Linked DNA regions of Mus musculus: region 2 is linked to region 1. The links are chromatin contacts, called in public HiChIP or PLAC-seq maps. All regions are on one chromosome and are shown on one strand. Each heading gives the region's core, a stretch centred on a gene start, on an enhancer-like site or on the middle of the called end of the contact. The rest is flanking DNA. Distances are from core to core; before and after follow the strand shown. Region 1 holds the start of Cyp2ab1 (cytochrome P450, family 2, subfamily ab, polypeptide 1). Region 2 overlaps Abcc5 (ATP-binding cassette, sub-family C (CFTR/MRP), member 5).

Region 1 (6,023 bases), core at 2,462-4,961:
AAAAGTTATGATAGTACCAAATTTAACTGTCTGTCTGTCTATCTCTATCTATCTATCTATTAGCCAATCCAGCTCTACATAGGTGGTAGAAGGACAATGTCAACCTGAAGAGGTTAGCTATATCCAAGAAAACATAAGTAGTAAACAATTCCAGACCAGCAAATAAGAGGGGGAGGAAGGACACACACCACAACAAAATACCAAGAATCAAACTCTCAGCCACCATTTTCAACCTCAAAGGTATCAATTCCCAATACAAAGACACAAACTAACAGTTTGGATTAGAAAACAGGATCCAGCTCTCATTCTTAGCACCATCTTCCTTGAAACTCCTGCGCCATGAGAGCGAAGTGGTGGAAGAAGAGAATTCGCTGGCTGAAGCGCATGAGAAGAGGAGGCAGAGGAAGCAGAAGTCCAAGTAAGCCGGCCTGTGCACCCACAAAGCCAGCAGGAGCAGAAGTGAGGGATGCTGAAGGCCAGGACACTGGAGCAAGCTGCTGGACTGTGTGCTGCTGTCGATAGTAAGTCTCGGTGAACCTGGACCGTCACCTCACTGAGATCCCCTGGGAAAAAGACTGCCTTTCTTACAACCAAAACAGTCCCACTGGCCCTCTGCCCTGGACCTTTGGCATGCTGGACTAGTTCTATTCTCTCTTGTGGCCAAGTGTAACTCGTGTACAATAATCCTCTTGCTGTCAGCTGACCAAAGAAAGAAAGAAAGAAAGGAAGGAAGGAAGGAAGGAAGGAAGGAAGGAAAGAAAGAAAAAGGAAAAGAAAAAGAAAACAGGATCCATTCTTCTACTGCATCCAAGAAACATTTCTTCCCACTAAGTATAGACATCATCACCTCAGGGAAAAACATATTCCAAGTAAATGGACCTAAGAAGCAAGTGGGTGTGGCTACCTTAATATCTGACCAAATAGGCTTCAAGCCAAAAATAAGAGATAGGGAAGGACACTACTTAACTCCTCAAAGGAAAAGATGACCACTAGAATATTGCAATTTTTACCACCTATTCAAGAAACACAAGAGCACTCAAGTTAATAAAAGAAACACTACAACTACAGCTATTAACCATCACATAGTGATAGTGGGCAATTTCAAAACTCCACTCTCTACAATAGGCAGGTATTCAGAGAAAACTAAGCAGAGAAATGCTGTAGTTAAATGACGACATAATGAAATGGTCCTAGTAGATATTTGCAGAACATTTCACCCAAACTAAAGAATATACCTTCTCAGCAGTTTATGGAACTTTCTCCAAAATTGACCACATATTCAGGCACAAAGCAAGTCTCAATGGATACAAGAAAATTCAAATAACATCATGCATTTTATCTGAATACCACAATTAAAGCTGAATATCAACAACAGAAAGCAAACACACTCATGGAAACTGAACAGTGTACTACTGAGTGAAAAATTGGTCAAGACAGAAATTAAGAAATTTTAAAAGTTTAAGAATTGGATTACCAGGCGTGGTGGCACACGCCTTTAATCCCAGCACTCTGGAGTTAGAGGCAGGTGGATTTCTGAGTTCGAGGCCAGCCTGGTCTACAGAGTGAGTTCCAGGACAGCCAGGGCTACACAGAGAAACCCTGCCTCGAAAAAACAAACAAACAAAAGAATTGGATGAAAATTAAAATACAACATAACCGCCGGGCACTGGTGGCACACACCTTTAATCCCAGCACTCAGGAGGCAGAGGCAGGTGGATTTCTGAGTTTGAGGCCAGCCTGGTCTACAGAGTGAGTTCCAGGACAGCCAGGGCTATACAGAGAAACTCTGTCTCAAAAAACAGAACAAAACAAAACAAAAAACACAACATAACCAAACCTATGGGACTCAATGTAAGCACTAAGTGCTGAGAGAGAGAGAGAGAGATTATATCAGCAACTCAATAGGACACCTGAAGGCTTTAGAACACAAATCACACCCAAAGGAAGTAATCAAGCTTGGCTGAAGAAAAAACAAAAATAATACAAAGAATCAATGAAAGGAAGAATTGGTCCCTTGAGAAAGTAAGATTGATACACCTTTACCCAAATTTACTAAACGATGGAGAGAGAAGATCCAAATTAATACAATTAGAAATAAAAACAGGGACATAACAGACAATGAAGGAATCCATATAACCATAAAGGCATACTTTAAAAATATGTATTCCATCAAATTGGAAAACCTGAAAGAAATGGATAAAATTTTTGATGTATACCACCTACCAATGTTATACCAATATTAAATCACTATTACATAAGCAATTTGAACAGACTGATAACTCCTAGTGAAACAGAAGCAGTACTTAAAAGTCCCTCCACCAAAAACCACCCAGGTGCAGATAGACTTAGCACAGAATTCTACCAGACATTCAAAGAATAATTAAGGGCAACAGTCTTCAAAGTATTCTACAAAATAGAAGCAGGAGCTTTGGCTAATTCATTTTATGAGACCACAGTTATCCTGATACTGCACAAAGACCCAACAAAGAAAAAAAAAAATACAGGCCAAATTCCTTTGTGAACATAGATGCAAATCTTCTCAATAAAATACTTGCAAACTGAATATAAGAACACATGCAAAAAAAAAATCCACCATGATCAAATAGGCTTCATTCTAGAGAATGGTTCTACATAAACTGTAAAATGTAATCCACCACATAAACAGACTGAAAGACATGAACCACAGGTGCATCTCATTAGATGAAGAGAAGGCCTGGAGAGACTGGGGCTACAAGGGATACACCTCAACATGATAAAGGCACTTTACAGCAAGCCCACAGGCAATATTAACCCCAGCAAAGAGAAACTCAAAGCAATTACACTAAAACCAGGAACAACACAAGGATGGCCACTCTCTCCATCCCCGGTCAATATAATGCTTGAAGTCTTAGCTAGAGCAGTAAGACAACTGAAGGAGATCAAAGGGATACAGACAGGAAGGGAAGAAGCCAATGTATCTTTTATGTTTATACATAAATGACACTAAAATCTATACCAATAAACTTTGACTGCTCATAACCACTTTCAGCAAAGTAGCAGGATACAAAATTAACACCAAAAATCAGTAGTTTTCCTATATACAAATGACAAATCAGGGAAATACCACCTTCCACAATAACCTCATTGTGTGTGTGTGTGTGTGTGTGTGTGTGTGTGTGTGTGTGTGTGTGTGTGTGTGTTGGGGTAACTCTAGTCAAACAAGAACAACATTAGGGAAGGTCACCCCAACACAAGCAAATGACTTGCATTATAAAATTTTTAAGACATTGAAGAAGATACCAGAAAATGGAAAGATCTCCCATGCTCATGGATCAGATCAGAAAAAAAATGGCATCCTACCAACAGCAATTCAGTGCAATTCCCATCAAAAGTCCAACACAATCCTTTACAGAAATTGAAAGGACAATTTTCACCTCAGTGCTCAGAGAACTCTATGGAAGAGGTGGCAGAACGATTGTAAGAGCCAATAAGGATAAAGGACACCAAAGAAACGATGTCTTCTAGATATAATAGGACAGATGGACTTACAGAGCCTAGCAGCATGCACAGGGCGTGTCCTGAAACCCAGGCAGAGTTCCAGTCCTGAAAAGGGAAGTGAGCATAAACCCAGAGGCCAATTGTCACTTGTTTACAAAGGAATAATGAATTTTCTCGAACAGTATATCAAGGGTTATACAAACCACACCTAAAGGCAGGCACCATGCCCAGCAGTAGATGACCAAAACAAAACAAAGTCAGTGGTATTTTTGGAGAGTTTTTGTCTGGATAGTACTAGAGAACAAAGGTACGAAATGCTTTGTCTGGAGCTACCTACCTTCCTTTCTTCTTCCCTCCCTCCCTCTCCCTCCCTCCCTCTTCCTCCCTCTTTCTCTTCCTTTCTTACTTTTTAACCTTAGAGATCTTATATTATGTTTTCTGATTTTGTGTTTTTATGGGATTTGTGTGTGTGTGTGTGTGTCTGTATGTGTTTCTTGTTATTTTTCTTTGGCTATTTTCCCCCATTTGCCTATTTTGTCCTGTTCTAGGTTTGCTGTTGTTTTTTATTTGTTGAGGAAGAAAGGATGTGGAGTTGGGTGGCTGTGGAGATGGGGAGGATCTGGGAGGAGCTGAAGAAGGGGGACTCCATGATCAGAATACACTGTATGAAAAAACATGTTTTTTAATAAAAATTAAAAGTATAAAAATTATATATATATTACAGTTTTGAAAATTTGAGGACTTGCCTCTATGGCTTAAAATTTAAAAATTCAATGTTTCAGTAAGTTGCAGGGGTGCCTCCCTCTAGAACCAGCACTTGGGAGTCTGAGGCAAGAGCATCGCAAGCTCCATGCCAGAGTGAGCTACATAGAGCCTGTCTCAAGGGAGGGAAATCAAAACTGTCACCTCTCTGTCTCTTTCTCTCTGTCTCTCTCTGTCTCCTCGCCCCCGCTTCGTGTTACGCGGTGCAGGTGTAGCTCTTCTCTGCTGTTACAGAAGAGCTGCTGGGCAGCACTGTCAAACCAAAACCACTGCCTCTATGCACTGTGTTCATTTTCCAGAGAGGGACGCAACAGCAGAGGGGACATCTACACCAATCTCCCTGCTGCCCTTGCTGCTACAGTTTACACCAACTTTCTTCTGATTTGTTCTCTCATCTCTCAGTTCCCCTCCTACATTGCTTCTTTTGCTTCATGCCACAAAAGAAAGTACTCTCCTGGCTACTAAATATGTCCTTTTTCTCTCCCTTTTCTCTCCGGGAACTGGACAAGGGCCCTTAGATGTGACTGGCTTCTCTTAGCACTGTTCCTCACTAGCTGCCAAGGGACCCCACTAGGCATGTCTCACATACCAGGCACCTCAACAGCAGTCTTTGGTTTATAGTGCCACTGCCCTCATCTTCATGGCTAGCCGCCCTAGCTCACCTCCAACTCTCCTGTCCCTTGTTTCAGAAGGAAGGGTGTGGGTGGTGTGTGTATGTGTTACTAACTCGTGCGTGCCAGTTGCATCACTGAGCTAACCCACAGCACCCCTCTCCAGATTCAGTCACTTGCACTCCTTCCCTCACCCCGCCCTGAAAAGGAAGGCCCCTCCTTTCCTTTTCCATTACTGTTACAGTCTCAGTGTCCTGAACCGTCAGATAAACTGGAAAAAAAAAGTGAGAAAATAAGAAAGTAGCTACTGACCAGTCAGTATGCCCAGTTGGATTTTGTTGGTTAATGAAGTGGTTTTTCCTCCTCCTCCTCCTCCTCCTCCTCCTCCTCTTCCTCCTCCTCCTCCTCTTCCTCCTCCTCCTCCTCCTCCTCCTCCTCTTCCTCCTCCTCCTCCTCCTCCTCCTCCTCCTCCTCCTCCTCCTCCTCCTTTGCTTGTTTGTTTTCCTGTTTTTGAGGCAGGGCTCCTCTGTGTAGTCTTGGCTGGCCAGGAGTCTGCTAGGTAGACCAGGCTGACGTTGAACTCATAGAGACTGGCCCAGTATCATCCAGATAGACCTATGGACACATATTACTTAGGGTGAATATACTAATTTTGTTTAGAACAGTTGGTTTCAAGGTTTGGGGATGGGTTCTGGCCCATCTTAGTGGCCTTGACAGGATCAAGCAGGCATGCCCTGGAGCAATTCTGATGGTGCTGAGAAGCAGTGTGCTTTGTGCCTACCCTGACACCATCTCACAGTGCTTCCTCCAGTCCTCGGGACCCTCAGCTGCCTAACTCCCCATTCCACTGCCCTCTTCTCTCACAGCTTCCTGGCACTTGGGCTTTAGTATGTTCTCCTCCCCACTCCCAAAAACATTTATTGAACATCCAGTAAGTGCCAGGTACTGTTTGGCACTGAGATAGAAATATCTCTGTGCCCATTCCTCCATAAACAAGTGGAGAATACAGGGCTGGGGCAGTCAGTCATGCCTTCTGGTATACCATTCATACTTAGCTAGGCAAAGCAATGTTTTGCTAAAAGAAATGACACCGTGGGACGATGTACACCATCCCCTATTCCTACAAGATCACATCCTGCCCTGAGAACATGCCACCAGAACCATGTTGTTACA
Region 2 (6,023 bases), core at 1,591-4,090, 43 kb before region 1:
CCTCCTTACCTTATAACTGGAATTTTTAGGATTAAAGCCTGGGTTCTATAGCACCAATAAATGGTTCAGCCAACAGTCCTGAGTTTACCAGGTAATGATGAAAATCAAGAGAGAACATTTATTCAATGTGACTGCCTTTGGAAGGGGTACGGATAACGGGGTCCAGTGACCCCAAGTTCACTTGTAGTGGCCTGACATGAGCTTTAGGATTAAATAGAGGAATACCTGGGCACATGGTTTGCACAATAAAGCAATTCTAGTCAGAGTGCTTCTTGCCCGTCCTGGTTCTCAGGTGATCTGCCTGTTTTTACAAGATGGTCCAGGGTACAACCCTGCTTGTTGGATAATTACTGTCCTGGGTGGGAACTACCTGCCTCCTTGTGAGGTTTGTGACTTATGTTATGTATGGGTCTGGGGTTGTTCAGAGATTCACCAGTCTGACCAAGAATAATTTTAACAAAGAGGCTTTTTATTTAGATACTAGCCTGCTGGGACTATAGCATCCAGCGCTGGGATTCCCAGGGTGCAGCATCAAGTCACAAGAAATCAGAGGGCTGGAGAGATGGCTCAGTGGTTAAGAGCACTGACTGCTCTTCCAGAGATCCAGAGTTCAATTCCCCGCAACCACATGGTGGCTCACAACCATTTGTAATGGGACCCAATGCCCTCTTCTGGTGTGTCTGAAGACAGCTACAGTGTACTCATTTACATAAACAAAGAAATAAATAATTTAAAGAAAAAAGAAAAGAAAGTTAGTTATACAGGCAAAGAAAGTTACATTGCATTTATGTGCAGGCACACATCCTGCAAGTGAAAGGCCACATTCTGTTTAAGTTTAAGCACACACTTTTGCAGAAGCCAGGTTAACCTTCTGCATAACAATTTTGTTAGAAAGATAAGAATAGCCCTTAACATTCTAGGAAGCTTCCTCCCTTTGGCCCAGTGTAGCTTTTAGGTTAGAGCTGAGTGATAAAGAGAAAAGGCAAGGAAAGGACCTGACTGCTTCTGGGTGTGCTGTAGGAGCAAGTTTATTATAGATAAAAAAGAGACCGCCAGAGGCAGACATGTCTGAGAGAGTCCAGAGTGGTCGTGACTCTGAACCAAGTGAGAGGGAATGAGGAGAGGGACAGGAGAGGGAAGAGAGGGGAGCCAGGAGCACCCAGGAGGCCGAAGCTACAAAAGGGGTGAATAACAAAAATGCCTGGATTAGACTGGGAAGAACCTCTGGGGGATGGGCAGCCTCACTCCTGGGCTTGAGAGTTCAGGGTCGAGAGTGGGGTGTGCCATCTGTACCCTGTAACAGGTAAGGGACTGAGGGGTACAGAACTTGGAGGCCAGGTCTGCTTTGATGTATTAAATAGGCACCTCAGCCACTTCCCTGGGTTTGAAAACTTACCAAGAGGTAATTTTGTTTTATAGACTTCTTAAGCACAGTGATTGAAACGTAAAACATCATATTAGCTATTGCATGAAGGTTTAGGAAAGTGGCCTACTGTTTCGCTGGCCTGGCCTGCAAACTATGACACTGTCCTCAGTGAGGTCCCTGTGAGACCTCATCTTGTAGATGGTGCTGAAAAAATGTTCAGTGAATGAATGTTTTTGATGGAGAGGAGGCAGTTCTAATCTAGTGTCCTTTGAGGCTAAAGGTTGTTATTCTGCTGCTGTATACATACATGCCTTAGCGTGAGAGGAACAGTCCTATAAAGAGGAAATTCCCTAGACAGGTCAAAGCAATAGAGTTCATCTGGGAAAAACAGATTCACCGTTGGACAGTACCAGACCCAGGTTCTGAAACTTGTGCCAACAATGTGCAGTTGTTCAGAGTAGAGTACAGTGTATGTAACTGGCTCTAACTTACCCAGTTCCTCACTGTCTGGCTTATGCATGTCTTCCCACTGCCCACCAAAGCTGGAGTCTGTGACTAAACTCAGTGTTAAATGGGTCTTTGGGCAGAGTGTAGTGCTTCAGTCACATCCACAGCTTCCCGCAAAGTTTTCTGGCATATTATTCCCGTCTAAGGTCATGTATCTTTTCCTCTTTCCCAGGGCAGCTTGTGCAGGTGGAGGAGAAAGGGCAAGGTTCTGTGCCTTGGTCAGTCTACTGGGTCTACATCCAGGCTGCAGGGGGCCCCTTGGCTTTCCTGGTCATCATGGTCCTCTTCATGCTGAATGTGGGCAGCACTGCCTTCAGCACCTGGTGGCTTAGCTACTGGATCAAGCAAGGAAGCGGGGTGAGATTACACATTGCTGAGAGTTATGTGTCTGATAATGTGGCCTTGCCTCCCTAGTCCCTGACTGTTTTAGAGAAACTCCTAAAAAGAACCCTTAGAAACATCATGGGATACCCTAGTAATGTGCGTAACTTTGTTCTGTGTATCAGTTAAAAGATAATTTAAGGAGAAAAAGCAGTGGACAAAGATGTTCTCAGGTTGGGGAATGGATAAATAATATAGTCTCACAGAACAGAAAAAAAGTCCCCGGGCAACTCTGGGGCTATAGAGCTAGTCAGTAATTAGTGCAGTAGCCAGCTCCTTGTGTCCACCCACTAGAGAAAGAAGTGCCCAGCAAGACTGCCTTGCGTTTGCCATGAGCAGTCCCCTGGTCATTCTCTGTGTCTCTCTCCTTGAGCTGAAAGTGACCTAGTTGTCTCAGGAATCTTACTCCATGGTAACTTACATCCAAACAGAACAGCACAGTGTATCAAGGGAACAGAAGCTTCGTGAGTGACAGCATGAAGGACAACCCCTTCATGCAGTACTACGCCAGCATCTACGCCCTCTCCATGGCAGTCATGCTGATCTTGAAAGCCATTCGAGGAGTTGTCTTCGTCAAGGTATCACCGTGGGTGGGCTGTGGTGCACGCCCTTCCCCAGGTCACAGGAGAGGCTTGGTGTGGCAGATGTGTACAGTAGGGTGGCCCCACTGAAGAATGTGGACCCTGTTAGTCACCGTGACTTCTGACTACTTGTACTTTCCCAGCGTTGGGAATGGATGTCCTGCACAGTGGTCACCTACAGGAGTAGGAAGCAAGCCTTCCTTGGGTACCCGGGTCTCTGGGCCTGATTATTGTGTCTCTGTTCCCCAGGGCACACTGAGAGCCTCCTCCCGGCTCCATGATGAGCTATTCCGAAGGATCCTTAGGAGCCCCATGAAGTTTTTTGATACTACCCCAACAGGAAGGATTCTCAACAGGTTTTCCAAAGACATGGATGAAGGTATCTCTCACTGGTCCTGTCTTACACTCTGGAGTACAACCAGTGCTCGCTGCCTCTGGCCTTTCTGGGTGCCAAACCCCTCAACCCCTCTCTTATCCCCCTAACTGCCCAGTACAAAGAGAGTATGCAGCTTTGTCTCTCCTAAGACAGAGAACAGAGTCTGGCCTTTGCAGCAGTGTTGTGGATATATTTAATCTTAATCAGAGGCTTCTACCTGCCTTTGATCATTCAGTTCCCAGATAAAAGACACACAACTTTATTATTATTTAAGCCTTTATAGCACTCATGCTGGGCAGGCATCTACCCACCTATACTATTAGAATCATTCCTATTGATAACCCCAAGTTATTACTTACTATGTTCCGTCTGGGCTCCTCTTAACTCCAATAGGCAGCCCTCATGGCCATGACGTTAAGACTTTTACCCCATGGTGTCTTCTCTCTCCTCTCTTTCCTTGCAGTCTCATCTGACCCCAAGCCCAGGATCCCCAAACCTGGCTTATGTTTCTTCTGTTCAATTATTGGCTGTTGGCATCTTTAACCAGTAATTTTAAATCAAGGAGCAAGGTCACATTGTATGTGTGATTCTCTCATTCCTCAAGGGTCCCAAGCAACCAGGCTTTGGGGGCCAGTACTTATCATTACAATATGTATCAAAACACATCAGCAGTATTTTGCCTGAGTTCTCTTTCTGCCAATCTAACTTGAACACAAGGACAGAGAGTTGAGCGAGCAGAGGGGCTTTGGAAGGGATATCTGCAGTCCCAGAGCACAGCTTCTGGTGGGCTTCTTGTGTGCAGCACTGTCTGTGCCAGCACCAGAACTCATTGCATCTGGCAGTGAACAGCACTGGGTGCTTTATGTACCTGCCCTAATTCACACAACAGCTCTGTGAGGCATCTGTTGTTTCACCCATCCAGTACAGAAGAAGGTTATATCCAGAAAGATTAAGTAGTTTGCCCAAGATCATACAGCTATTGGGTGACCAGGTTGGGAATTGGGCTCAGATTTGTTCCCTCAAAGTTAGTTTTATCTATTTCCTGCACAGTGGTCAACCTCAGGAGGAGCTTGTTTGAGGGGTCAGTAAGCCAGTGGAAGGCTATGGCCCGAGGTAAAAGGAACCAGGAGCAGGCTCGGTACCAGAACTGGTGCATAACATGTTCCAACTTCTGGACACATGTTAGGCTCATTGTGCACATTTGCACAGACACATGCATCTCAGACATGCAAACACACATATGCACATATACACACATGTACATGCATGCACATACAGAGACACAAGACACATACTCTCAAACATGCATACCTGTACACACAGAGGCACAGAACACACATGCATGTACATACAGATACACACACAAACACACACACACACACACACACACACACACACACACACACACACAAAGATAAAAGAGCTAGACCTGTTGGTTCAGTCCTTGCACTGGAGTCTGAGGTGGAAGGATTGTGGTTTTCATGAAGATACCTTCGCCCAAAGAAGGGGGTGGAGGGAAAGAGCTAAAAAGAGGAGATGCTACTGTTGAAGGTTCTGTAGTCTTTAATGATTACGTATTTTTCAGTTTTTCCTGTGGTGGTAAGAAGATAGATTATCTTTGTTTTCCCCAAGTATGTTATTATGTTGACATATAATACTTTATAGTGGAGAACTGTTTAGCAAGAGTAGGAGAAACTGACCCAAAAAGAGAAGGTGGAAGAGGAAGACCACTCACAGGAAAGTGAGAGCAATTGGGTTTGTTTTTCCTTCATAAAATGTTGACGTTAATATACAGACCTCAGGAGTTTCATAAAGTTTTCAAAAAACAAAAACAGAGCCGGGCATGGTGGCACACACCTTTAATCCCAGCACTCAGGAGGCAGAGGCAGGCAGATTTCTAAGTTCGAGGCCAGCCTGGTCTACAAAGTGAGTTCCAGGACAGCCAGAGCTATACAGAGAAACCCTGCCTCGAGAAAAACAACAACAAAAAAAACAAAAACCCAAAAGCCTATTAAGCTCCATTTTTCTTGTTTGTGGGATCCAAGAGTCTGAAACTTGTTCTCTTGTGGTCTGTGCAGTGGATGTGCGGCTGCCGTTCCAGGCTGAGATGTTTATTCAGAATGTAATCCTGGTGTTCTTCTGTGTTGGAATGATTGCTGGAGTCTTCCCATGGTTCCTCGTGGCGGTGGGGCCTCTCCTCATCCTCTTCTCACTTCTCCACATTGTCTCCAGGTAAGTAGGGTGTGTTCAGGGAGAGAGGGGGCCATGGCTGCTGTCTTCCTGCTGTGACTCAGAACCCATTCTCTCCCAGGGTCCTGATTCGTGAGCTAAAGCGGTTGGACAATATCACGCAGTCTCCTTTCCTCTCCCACATCACGTCTAGCATTCAGGGCCTGGCCACCATCCATGCCTACAACAAAAGGCAGGAGTTTTTACACAGGTCAGTGCTGCTGGGGGCCAAAGGTTTCGGAGGGTAACTGGCGTCTCTAAGTTAGAATGACCTCAAGGGGCCATTCAGGGCCAAAGCTTGGGATGGAAAAGCTCATCCCCAAAAGTATTACTGATGCAGTGGAACTGTCTCTGACTGAAACTCAGCCACTTGCTAAGACCTTTTCTGAGAAAACTAGAAGATAGAATCACAGCCCAGGAGACAAACGTGGATATATGACATGCTTCCTTTGAGAATGTATGTGTGTATGTTTAGATATCTCCGAAAGGATGTGTAAGAAAAAGTAGCTGTCTGTGGAAAGAGGAACTGGGTACCCAGAAATTGGTAAGAAAAGACTGACTTTTTGTAGTGAGCTTTCTAAAA

Evidence for each region. HiChIP or PLAC-seq counts read pairs in DNA pulled down with a chosen protein or histone mark.
Region 2: a contact with region 1 is called in an H3K27ac HiChIP or PLAC-seq map of embryonic stem cells, with 11 read pairs. The contact joins the enhancer-like site here to the promoter of Cyp2ab1 in region 1. A contact is called at or near these places in 5 of 39 promoter capture datasets (embryonic stem cells, epiblast stem cells, frontonasal cranial neural crest and 1 more), 5 of 484 Hi-C or Micro-C datasets (brown adipocytes, embryonic stem cells, macrophages and 2 more), 5 of 115 datasets of contacts at active chromatin or transcription factors (acute myeloid leukemia, double positive thymocytes, embryonic stem cells and 1 more) and 3 of 9 other capture datasets (adipose tissue, liver and pancreatic islet).

The regions. Positions count from the first base shown.
Region 1 is chr16:20,323,092-20,329,114 of GRCm38.p6, reverse strand. It overlaps Cyp2ab1 (cytochrome P450, family 2, subfamily ab, polypeptide 1), which reads left to right and starts at 3,711. Exons shown (of 9, transcript NM_183158.3): 1 at 3,711-3,784.
Region 2 is chr16:20,365,233-20,371,255 of GRCm38.p6, reverse strand. Abcc5 (ATP-binding cassette, sub-family C (CFTR/MRP), member 5) reads left to right here. Exons shown (of 30, transcript NM_013790.2): 18 at 2,046-2,230; 19 at 2,686-2,832; 20 at 3,085-3,214; 21 at 5,290-5,443; 22 at 5,523-5,651. Among named protein-coding and RNA genes, the nearest start is that of Cyp2ab1, 43 kb to the right of the region's middle. Within about 2 kb of position 2,840, at least 8 of the 459 cell types and tissues checked have an H3K27ac peak or open chromatin away from gene starts, as enhancers often do. A contact at or near this core is called in embryonic stem cells, where this site is marked.